Linked DNA regions of Mus musculus: all the other regions are linked to region 1. The links are chromatin contacts, called in public HiChIP or PLAC-seq and promoter capture Hi-C maps. All regions are on one chromosome and are shown on one strand. The core of a region is the stretch at or near the end of the contact, and the rest is flanking DNA. Distances in the headings are between cores, read along the strand shown. Region 1 holds the start of Map3k5 (mitogen-activated protein kinase kinase kinase 5). Region 2 holds the start of Myb (myeloblastosis oncogene). Region 3 holds the start of Arfgef3 (ARFGEF family member 3).

What was found. Promoter capture Hi-C pulls out the DNA fragments that hold promoters and counts their contacts. HiChIP or PLAC-seq counts read pairs in DNA pulled down with a chosen protein or histone mark.
Region 2: an H3K4me3 HiChIP or PLAC-seq map of the 230-238 cell line shows a contact between it and region 1, with 4 times the contacts expected there. The contact joins the promoter of Myb here to the promoter of Map3k5 in region 1. A contact is called at or near these places in 3 of 39 promoter capture datasets (cranial neural crest, neutrophils and pre-B cells) and 1 of 115 datasets of contacts at active chromatin or transcription factors (the 230-238 cell line).
Region 3: a promoter capture Hi-C map of hippocampal neurons shows a contact between it and region 1, with 3 times the contacts expected there. The contact joins the promoter of Arfgef3 here to the promoter of Map3k5 in region 1. A contact is called at or near these places in 2 of 39 promoter capture datasets (the SN4741 cell line and hippocampal neurons).

What each region holds. Positions count from the first base shown.
Region 1 is chr10:19,932,743-19,936,042 of GRCm38.p6, forward strand. It overlaps Map3k5 (mitogen-activated protein kinase kinase kinase 5), which reads left to right and starts at 1,784. Exons shown (of 30, transcript NM_008580.4): 1 at 1,784-2,332. The coding sequence starts at 1,864.
Region 2 is chr10:21,159,508-21,162,807 of GRCm38.p6, forward strand. It overlaps Myb (myeloblastosis oncogene), which reads right to left and starts at 1,477. Exons shown (of 16, transcript NM_001198914.1): 1 at 1,189-1,477. The coding sequence starts at 1,211.
Region 3 is chr10:18,742,291-18,745,590 of GRCm38.p6, forward strand. Arfgef3 (ARFGEF family member 3) reads right to left here and starts at 1,468. Exons shown (of 34, transcript NM_001033258.4): 1 at 1,251-1,468. The coding sequence starts at 1,335. Gm32926 (predicted gene, 32926) reads left to right here and starts at 1,181. Exons shown (of 5, transcript NR_152783.1): 1 at 1,181-1,594.

The DNA.
Region 1 (3,300 bases), core at 534-3,033:
GGCTTTTTTCCTCCAGACTCATCTAACAGGGGAGATTTAAGAAGCACGTGTAAAAACAGCCTGCTGATGTGTGCTTACTGCTTATAAACTGAAAGCTACCTTGCTACTCAGTAGAAAATGAACTAGGTGACTGTTTTAAAGGAACTGGAGTGACAGATGAATCTCCCAGACTTACAGTTTGCTTGGGGAGTACAATAAAGTCACAAAAAGGACCTTATTATTTGGAAACTATCAATAAAATACTGTAACAATTTAAGAATTGGGCAGTGTTCTGGTCTGAATGTGTCCCTCGCCCCCAGATTCCCCTTACTTAATACTGTGTTAAGTAAGGCTTTGGGGAGTTTGACATCCAATTTACATTTTGCCTCTTACATTTTGGCTTACTAACCTCAAGTTAGGAAATCCAAATCCTTTACGTATTGCAGCTTGCCTTGGCTTTCCTGACATGACCTACAGCATTCTGGGAGAGTTCTCTGGGAATTTACACATCTGGTTTTGCTTCCCAAAATAAGCGGGAGCTTTTTGATCACACTAAAGCAATCAAGCCTTTTCATTTGTGTATGGTTCAGTTTTAAAAAATGAAATAAGTTAACTTCTCTCTTTCAACTCTGAATGATAATTTTCCCATGCATTTTCTATCTTAGGTATCTGGCATTTTGAGGAAGGGGTGACTTTAAGATGATATATGAGAGTATTAAGTCATTCGGCAATGGAGCCAATCAATTACTCATTAACGATAACAGCGTAAGCAACTGGAAATTTTACAATGAAAAGTACCAGCGGCTGCCACGATAAATTTAGCCGACCACTTCTAAATTTAGCGCCCCTGTCACTTATAAACCACTTTCCATTTGAGGCCTGGGCTGTAGGGCGCTTGTTGGATCCTCCCGCCTCTCGGCACGCGTGTTGCCACGGTGCATCCAGCGCCACGCGCTGCCCACGAGCGGACCAGAACGAGCGAGGCGCGGTGGCTGCGCCCAGCGCTGCAAACGCCTGGCGGGCTGACCGGGACAGTGCGGGTTAGAGACTCTTCTTTTGCGCCGTCCCGCAGCGAGGCGCGCACAGGGTTTCAGCCCTCTTTCCCAGTTCTCTGAGGTCCCGGAGCAGTGGGTTCGGTCCAGGCTGCAGCTTCCCAGCAGCGCCCTCCTCAGGGGCGGGCCCTGGCTCTCTGTGCTGCAACGAGTGGGCGGCCACAGGCGGGTAGCCGAGAGGACGGGCGGCTGCGAGACGGTCGCTGGGACTCGGAGGGCGCGGCGAACCGGTGAAAGAGGAAGGGAAGGAAGGAAGGAGGAGGTGGTGGTGGAGGAGACGGAGTCGGTGCAAGGGAGCTGTTGCGGAGCAGAGAGGCGGATCCTTTCGGGAGCGGCCACGGAGGTTCCGGGACGCGGCTCGGGGTAGCCCGCCCACCGCGCGTAAGGTGTTCTCCAGGTAGCGCCGGCACCCAGAGGGCGCCCTCGCCCGGCCCGCGCTCGGCAGGCGACAGCTCGCGGCTCCCCGAGCGCGGCGCCCTTGAGCCGGGCTGCGCAGGTTGGCCGCCGACTCGTCCGCCCGCCAAGAGGAGGAAGCTCTGTCCCTTCCCGCTCGCCGCGGCCGGCGTCCCCACCCCGTGGACTCTCCACCCTGCAGCGGGCGAGCGGCGTGGCCACGGAGGCGCCGAGGAGGGGCGAGCCGCCGCCGGGCAGCGGCGTGGCCCCGGGGGACAGGGCGCCCGAGCGGAGGCGGCGGCGGGGCGGTGAAGGCGCGGCGCGCGATGGCAGCTGCCTAGCCCGGCGCGCGCGGAGCAGCCCGGAGCTGTGGCTAGCCAGACGGTGCGTCTGGGCTGGGGACTCCGGGGTCGCCGCCGTGGCAGCCCGGCAGGCAGAGATGGGCACCGAAGCCGGCGAGGGCATCACTTTCTCCGTGCCGCCCTTTGCGTCCGTGGGCTTTTGCACCATCCCGGAGGGCGGCAGCTGCCGGAGGGGAGGAGGAGCGGCGACGGCGGCGGAGGGAGAGCCGAGCCTGCAGCCCTTGCTTGTGCCGCCGCCGCCGCCACCGCCGGGCAGTTTCTGGAACGTGGAGAGCGCGGCGGCTCCCGGCACCAGCTGCCCTACCACCGCCCCCGGGAGCAGCGCCACCCGAGGCCGGGGCAACTCTGGCAGCGGGGGCGGCCGGCGTACCACCGTGGCTTATGTGATCAATGAGGCGAGCCAGGGGCAGCTGGTGGTGGCGGAGAGCGAGGCCCTGCAGAGCCTGCGGGAGGCGTGCGAGGCGGTGGGCGCCACCCTGGAGACCCTGCATTTCGGGAAGCTGGACTTCGGGGAAACCGCCGTGCTGGACCGTTTTTACAACGCAGGTGAGTGGCAGCTCGGCTCGTTGCTTTGCCCAGCCGGTTTCTCCTGGCTGTCTTGGTTGGGGGGGGGGGGGGATTTTTGTTTTGTTTTGTTTTTCGTGGGCGGGAAGCAAGCTTCCTATTTACATCACGCCTCACCTTGAGAGCGGCAAGAGTGGTTGCAGGACTATTCAGGCCGGCCGCTCCTAGTTGAGGGTGTGCTGGTGCAAGTGACTGTATTTGTGCGGGAGATCCTCCGCTGATTTATTCATTATCCGGCAGCGAAGACCCTGGGTCCAAGTACAAGGCTCGGAAAAACACTTCCTCCCACCATTGCGAATAATTGCTTCAATCACTTCTCTTCAGTTAGGAGGTGGGTAGGTTTTGCTTTTGCAAACACACACCTGTGGCCCACTGAAGTGATGTTCTGTTCTCTGTGCAGTCTTGGGAGTACAGAAATGCCCTTATGCTAAGCAGCCAGCTGTGTGCAGAGTTTCGTTTGAGTTTTCAAAGCGCGGCCTGACCTTCCCCAACTCATTTCACCTTCGAGTTTTGGTGGCTTCAATTTCCCATTCTCTTACTACTTTGAACGGTCAAATAACTATATGTTGGAGTAAAAGCACCGTGAAACACACCAAATGTGTGTGATCTTTGTTAGAATCTTGCCCAAAGAACCAGTTTTTTTTGTTTTGTTTTTTGTTTGTTTGTTTGTTTTTTTAAAAAATTACCTCAGATACTGTGGTGAGTGGAAGAGTTTATAATTTGGCATGGTTTAAAGAGTTCCCATGCAATTTTAATGACAGATTCGGTTGACTATTAAAGTGATTGTTAATGTAATCCACCGGAATGTCTCCCTTTTAGTCCATTTCAGATTTCAAAAACTGTTAAGAGAGTTCTGATGACTAAAGCAATTAGCCAGCCGTCTGTCAGCAAATGTTAGGAATGGTTGTGTGCTACTGAAATCCAATGGGATCAAGTAAATAGACATGCTA
Region 2 (3,300 bases), core at 227-2,726, 1.2 Mb after region 1:
AAAGAAAGAAAGAAAGAAAGAAAGAAAGAAAGAAAGAAAGAAAGGAAAGAAAGAGAGAGAACAGATTGTTTAGCGAAAATCAAACCACGAGTGGAAAGGCGGGCGCGGATAGACTGTGTCTCCGCGGACTCCCCCCCCCCCCCCCGAATCTTCCTTAGGGTCGGTCGGTCGGTGGCTTTGCCAGAGGCGGGCCACCAAAAGCAGCTGGAGCAGAGTGCTGGGAGCAGCGGCGACCTCAGCTGCTTCCACGTGTGCGCGGCCCAGGAGAAGAGCGGCGACATCGCCCGGGGTGCACTGCAGCTGCCTTGGGTGCCGCCTGCCTCCAGCACTTTGCGCCGAGTGGCGACCGCCACCGAGCTAAGCCCCGCATCTGTTGCTCTCTGGGAGCCCCGGCGTGTCCTCGGGAAACCCCGAGTCGGGCCGGACTTGAGCGCCAGCAACTGACAGTTCCGAGAGGATCCCTCTTCCCGAAGGTGGGGCCAAAATGGAAAGAGAGTGCACGCATCATCTCGGCCGGTGCGGTGACATGTGCGACGCGGGCGCGTGCAGTGTTTGCAAAAGCTTCTTCCATAACAAGTACAAGAATCTTCAAACGGCTGGGTTTAAAACAATCTGCAAACCCATTTTGTCCCCCTAAAATCTTTGCAGCTGCCTGCCTGTCAGCTGACACCTCTCTCGCCTCCATAATGAATGAATGAAATTTAAATGAACTACCTGCAGCTACTAAACAACCCGGCCTTTCCCTATATCTGCCATATGCTCTTCAAGTGCAAACACACCTCAATGCATGCAGCAATTAGGCTGCGACTCCCTCGCCGACACTCGGGGCATCAAGCCAAACACCTGGTGGGCTCCTCGGGTCTGATGGAACCGTTCAGTCCTCGGCTGAAGAGTGCCGAGCCCCCCCCCCACCCCACCCCCCAAAGAGAAACGAATCCCCGAGCAACTTGCAAAAAGAAAAAGAAAAAAGAAAGAAAAAGGGAAATAAAATAAAAAAGAGCCTCAGGGCATGCTTCCCACTATACCCGTGCGCTTCTCGCAGAGTTTTCCATTCATCCTTCTCCCGAGTGTCTTCTGCCACTGGCTGACAGCCCCGCAAACCAACAGGGAAGGCATTCCCACCTGCTCCGGGATGCCTGGATCCCCGCGCGCCCTAGCCCGAGGCCGCCCTCTCAGCCTCCCCATTACCTGTGTCGGGGTCTCCGGGCCATGGCGAGGCGGGCCGGGGCTCCGCCAAGAGCCCCGGGGACCGCACCGGTTGCCGCCTCCCGCTGCCCTCCGCCTTGCCTGCGTCCTCCCCCGGCTGCGCAGCGGCGCTCCGCACCGCCGGGGCGAAGTTTCTCCGGAGAAAGGGGAGGAGAAGGAGGTCACCGAGGAGGAGGAGGAGAAGGAGGAGAAGGAGGAGGAGGAAACAGGTTGATATTAAAGTGTAACTCTGTAAACAGATGCCATCAAACAAAGAGGTTTGGACACTCCCCCTCCCGCCAAATCTGGCGCCCCTGCAGTGCGCACGCGCCCTGCCCGCCGCCTCCGCGGTCGCCCGAGCTGCAGCCCGCCTGGCCGCCGCTCCCATTCGCCTCTCGCGCCGCGGAGCTGCTCCTGGCGCGCAGCGCGGCCGGGACGGCGGGCGGGCGGGGAGCCCGGGCTGGGGAGGGGCGGCCGGGGCCGCGGTGGCGCCTTTTCCTGCGCAAACCCCGCTCCGTGGCCGGGTGGCGCCGGCTCACACCGGGTCCCGCTGTTACCGCTTTCGGGGCTACGCGGTCGCTCCTCTCCGTAGGCTCCGGGGCTCCCGAGCCCGAATCAGCAGCGCTTCCATTCAAGGGCACCTCGATGGGGTTGGGTGACACACTTCTGCCTTCAGGGTTTCAACTGCGCCCCGACTTCAACACACCCGGGAGCAGAGAGTGTGAGGGATGATCGGTTGAATAGAGTGAGCGTACTTCCCCAACCCCCAACGATTTTTGACTAGGTCCAGTTTTTCATGTTTTAATTTTAAAGGGACATCTTTAATTCACTGGTAAGCGACAAAGGATACTTAAATACAGTCAGCCCTGTGGCTACAGCCTTTGACAGATCGAGCCCCGGGCTCATTTTTCAATCTCCTCCCAGATCCTGCAGCCCACACACCACCGGCTTTTTGTCATAAGCCCTTCCTCCCTCACTTAGACACACGCCGGGCCCACCCACCCTAGGAGGTGCCTACCACGCACTTCTGCCTCTGCAGAGTGCGCTCGGGTCCTGGGTCCTGCGTCAAACACTTGCTGGACAAACCTACTGGATCCCAAACAAACAACCCCTAGCAGTTCTCAGGAACTTGTGCACTCCTGATTCATTTTTTTTTTAAACCAAACCCATACCACTGGTTCTCAACCTGTGGGTCCCGACCCACTTGGGATTGCTCGACTGTTATCTTGTACGTTTGATATATATCTGATCTCTACATTATGATTCATAAGTAGCAAGATTACAGTTATAAAATACTGATGAAAATAATTTTATGTTTGGGGCCACCACATGAGAAACTTGTATTAAAGGGTCGCAGCTGAGACCCTTTAAAGGAAGGCTGAGAACCATTGAGCTAAACAGTAAGGACCCTGTTGGGTGTAATTTGAAGAGTTTACCAGCCACAAGTCAGCGAAGGTATCCCTGTAACTTTAACTACAGGTTCCCAAAGGAGCGATGTGCAAAGTGCTGAATTTATAAGGATTGGTGATTGGGGGATTTCAGGGGACTTTCAGTGTTACTTCTGTTTATAAATCAGTACCCTTGGGGATTTTTCTTTTCATTCTCAATACACACCAATTTATTTTGCCTTTAATCTTTTAGGAGTTCAAGACTTGTGCTGACTGGGTGTGTGAGTGTCCCAAGTGCTTTAGGGGTTCAAACATAGCTCAGAAAGCTTTTTTTTTCTTACTAAAAAAGCATGTTCTTACTGAAATGAGTCATAATTTTATTAAATTGTTGAAGCAAGCTGAGTTTCAAGACTTTATCTGGTGTTTGAAACGATGCTTCTTAAAATTAGCTATATCGTTTAATCTTTATGAAGACATTTCAGAGCATGCTCCTAAGGGTTTACAACAGTTTCTTTAAAATAAGAAGAAAGCAGAAAGTTACTGTGACACACTGCTGCATGGTTACAAGTCTCTTGCAACTTAATACACATTTGAAGCCAATACTTATGTGTAGAGTCTGTAATGAACTTTCTGTGCACTAACAATAAGTACTTACCAAGTCTATGACAAACATCTAGGAAGGACTCACCTCTCAAGGGACAGCAGTCTGTCTGGGTGTTACTCTGTG
Region 3 (3,300 bases), core at 218-2,717, 1.2 Mb before region 1:
CGGTAATGGCCACACTGAAATCTTACTGCGGCTTTAAGAGCCTTGCTGCTTCTCAGACAGCTAGTCCATTTGCATTTAACATTACACTAAAATGGCCAAACACTAGTTCTACCTACAAGATAAACTCCCTGGGCAATAATTGAGACAATTTAGGGCTATGCAGAGATTAAACAAAGGATGGTGCTGCTACAATTGTCTACACACAGAGACACAGACACACATGTGTGCACAAACATGTGAATTAGGACCTTCTGTCAGAACAGCATGACCTAAAACACTATGAGAATTCTGTCTTTAGTTGGACCTACGGCTAACGGCATTTCTGTGCCTTATTTTCCAGGTTGCACACAGCACAGAATCATGACAATCACCGATTGGTTTTTATTTCAAGGGAAGGGGTTCCTGGGTTTTTGTTGTTGTTGTTGTTTTTAATTAGCTGGTTACAGAGGCATATCACGCAGGCTCTGGTAAAGCAAGGGGCTTAGTGGGCTGTCTATATAGTACAGTTCACTCCACCCCCCCCACCCCCCCCACCCCCCATTCTCAGCGCCTTGGTCTTGCCTAATTGACATGTCATTCCGTTTGTTTTCCGATTTTGAGAACTGCAGCCTACAGGATGGGAAATGCTCATTTGCTACCAGGAACTTATCTCAATTTTAGCACAGCTCACACAACTAAAAGCCCACCTGTCTGAGGGCAAGTCAATAACCGAACTGCAAGAGAAACACAATTCCTTCAGTCTGTTATGTTCCATGCACAATAGCCATAAAAGCGAATATTTAGCAAGGTGGCTTCTATCAGCAAAATCAAATTAAACAAGCCTTCCTTCCTGGTTCCACTCACCAGTGTTTGAGAAGAGGGCTGTTGCTTTAATTAACTTCCTTTTTTCTTCCATACCCCTGGAAACCAGGGCCCTGATTTCATACAAGCTGGAGGTCCTAACTTGGCTATTGGGGGGGGGGGGGGGAGAGGAACCCTTGTCTATGGGCTCTAGGGACCAGGAATGAGGTTACCTCACAGCAAAGGCAACGGTTCCCATAGAGGTTTGGGAAGCGGTAAGGGAACCAGATGGAGACAGCTGGATGCCCACGCTGAGCCAAGATTTTCATACCCCGCATTAAGTATCCGAGGCAACATTCATAACCCATAGTCGGTGGCAGTCCCTCCTGCCCAGGGGCCCGAGGAGCCTGTGATCCGGGAGCAGGTGTCCCTGCGCAGCCCCTCGGCTCCCGCGCATCGCCCTCACTTACCCAGGGCCCAGGTGCAGCTCTCTTTGATGGCTTTGTATTTGCTCCCGGACGCATCTCTCTGCAGCTTCCTCAGGATCTCTTCCATCTTGGCCTTCCTAGAGCCAGGCCACCGACCCCGAGATCGCGCAGGGGACGCGCCTAGGAGGCCTCGGCACTCGTCCCCATGGCTCTCGGCGGCCGCTGATGAATCACACCCGCTCCGCGCCACAGGCCACGTCAGCCCCGCCGCCACGCCTGTTGCCACGCCCGCCGGGTCAGGTGCGCTCACCAGCAGGGGAACCCGGGAGGCCCCGGCCGTCTACCTAACGTCCAAGAGGACCTGGGGTACCAAGCTTCATCCAAAGGTGGGGATCTGTGGCTGGCTGCCGGCCAGTCTCTGCCCTAGGGAAATCACCGAGATCCACGGGCGGAAGGCAGGGAGGGGCCTGGTCGCTTGTGCCAATCACCTGCTGGGCCGGCGCATCAGGCATCTCTGAGACCTGCTACACTAGGGGGTAGATAGTAATAAATAGTAAATAGTAAACAGCTGGTCCCCTCCCTGTGTAAGGTTGGAGCCATCCAGCGAGAACTACGTCATATGCCTGCCTGCTGGGAGCTTACAATGTATTACACGCATACATTAGACTCTAATACAGTTCTCTCTAATAATTAGAGAATTCGATGTGAAAATTAAACCAGAAAAGATTTAGAAGATTAAAATGAATACGCTTCCCTTAGTACATTGAGATTTCTACCAAACCAGCTAAGGCAGAAATTGAAAAAAGAAAAAAAAATCAATAGATTTAACTGACAACTTAAAATCTATAAATAGACCAGTAGTCAACCTGTGGGACTGCCCTGTATGTTAGAAATTAATGGCCCAGTATATACACAAGGAAATTAGACCTCAGCTACTTCCCAGCCAACAAGAATGTATTCCACACAGCCCAAATCCAAAGATGTTTTTTAAAACCTTCAGTACCAGCAGGTGAAGATAGGAAAGTTAGAAGTTCAAGGTCATCCTTGCCTATACAGTCAGTGTGAGATGGGCTTGAGGGACACGAGACTGTCAAAGTAATAATAGTAATAATAATAATAATAATAAAAGAATCTCTTCCCTTCCTTCCTTTACCTCGTGTACTGGTTGTTTCCCTCTGAAGAGACACACTGGCACAGACAGTTGATGTTAGCTTTTGATAGGCAGGGAAGCCAGGGGGACTAAACTAGGAGGGGGGAGTGAGTAAGCCTCTGCTATTTGAGTGACTTCTGGTGCTTCCTTTGCCAGCTGTTACAGGCAAGAGTCCTGACTGGAAAGCAATGACCTTGTTCTGAGAGCTGTGACAGGTAGTGAGGGTGGACTTAGAAGCGAATTTTTGTTCTTTGTATTTTAATTTTTCCCCCCAAAACCAGCATCTCATTTAGTAGCTCTGGCTGTCTTGGAACTTGCTCTGTAGACCAGGCTGACTGGATTTACAGAGACCTCTGCTCTGCTTCCTGAGTGCAGGGTTTCAAGACGTGTGCCACCACACCCAGCACAAATTCAGTTTTTATTAGAAATATATTTCTACTGATAGGGATGCTGTCTGCAGAGAGAGTGATGTCTTGGGGGAGTTTAAGCAGGTTTCACATCAACCTTAGAATAAACTGGACTTTAGGTGGTCTGGAAGAGAGACATTTGGGGAGACACTGCCAAAGGGTTTGACGCCTGGATAGAGAAGACTGGATAGAGGCAGCATGAGGGGAGCATTCTGGTTTTCTTTAGGAAGTCAGAAGACGTTGGCCCCATTTGGTAAGGTAAAGATGATATGGAGGAAGGGCTTGGGAGTGTACAAGCTCAGATTTAACATGGTCTGATTGAAGAGATAATGATACATAGTGTTTTATCTATGGGCAGGAGCTCCCAGGAAATGTCTGGGATGGGAGGGATGATTTAGAGCCATTCAATATGGTGAGTGGTTGCTGTCAGAGGCCAGACAGGACCTAAGACAAGGGTCTGAGGAATTAGTACAAGGGAGAGACTGGGAGAAATCCCAGGGGTGAAAGGCAGCCAGGGAAGAAAGTGACACAAGGA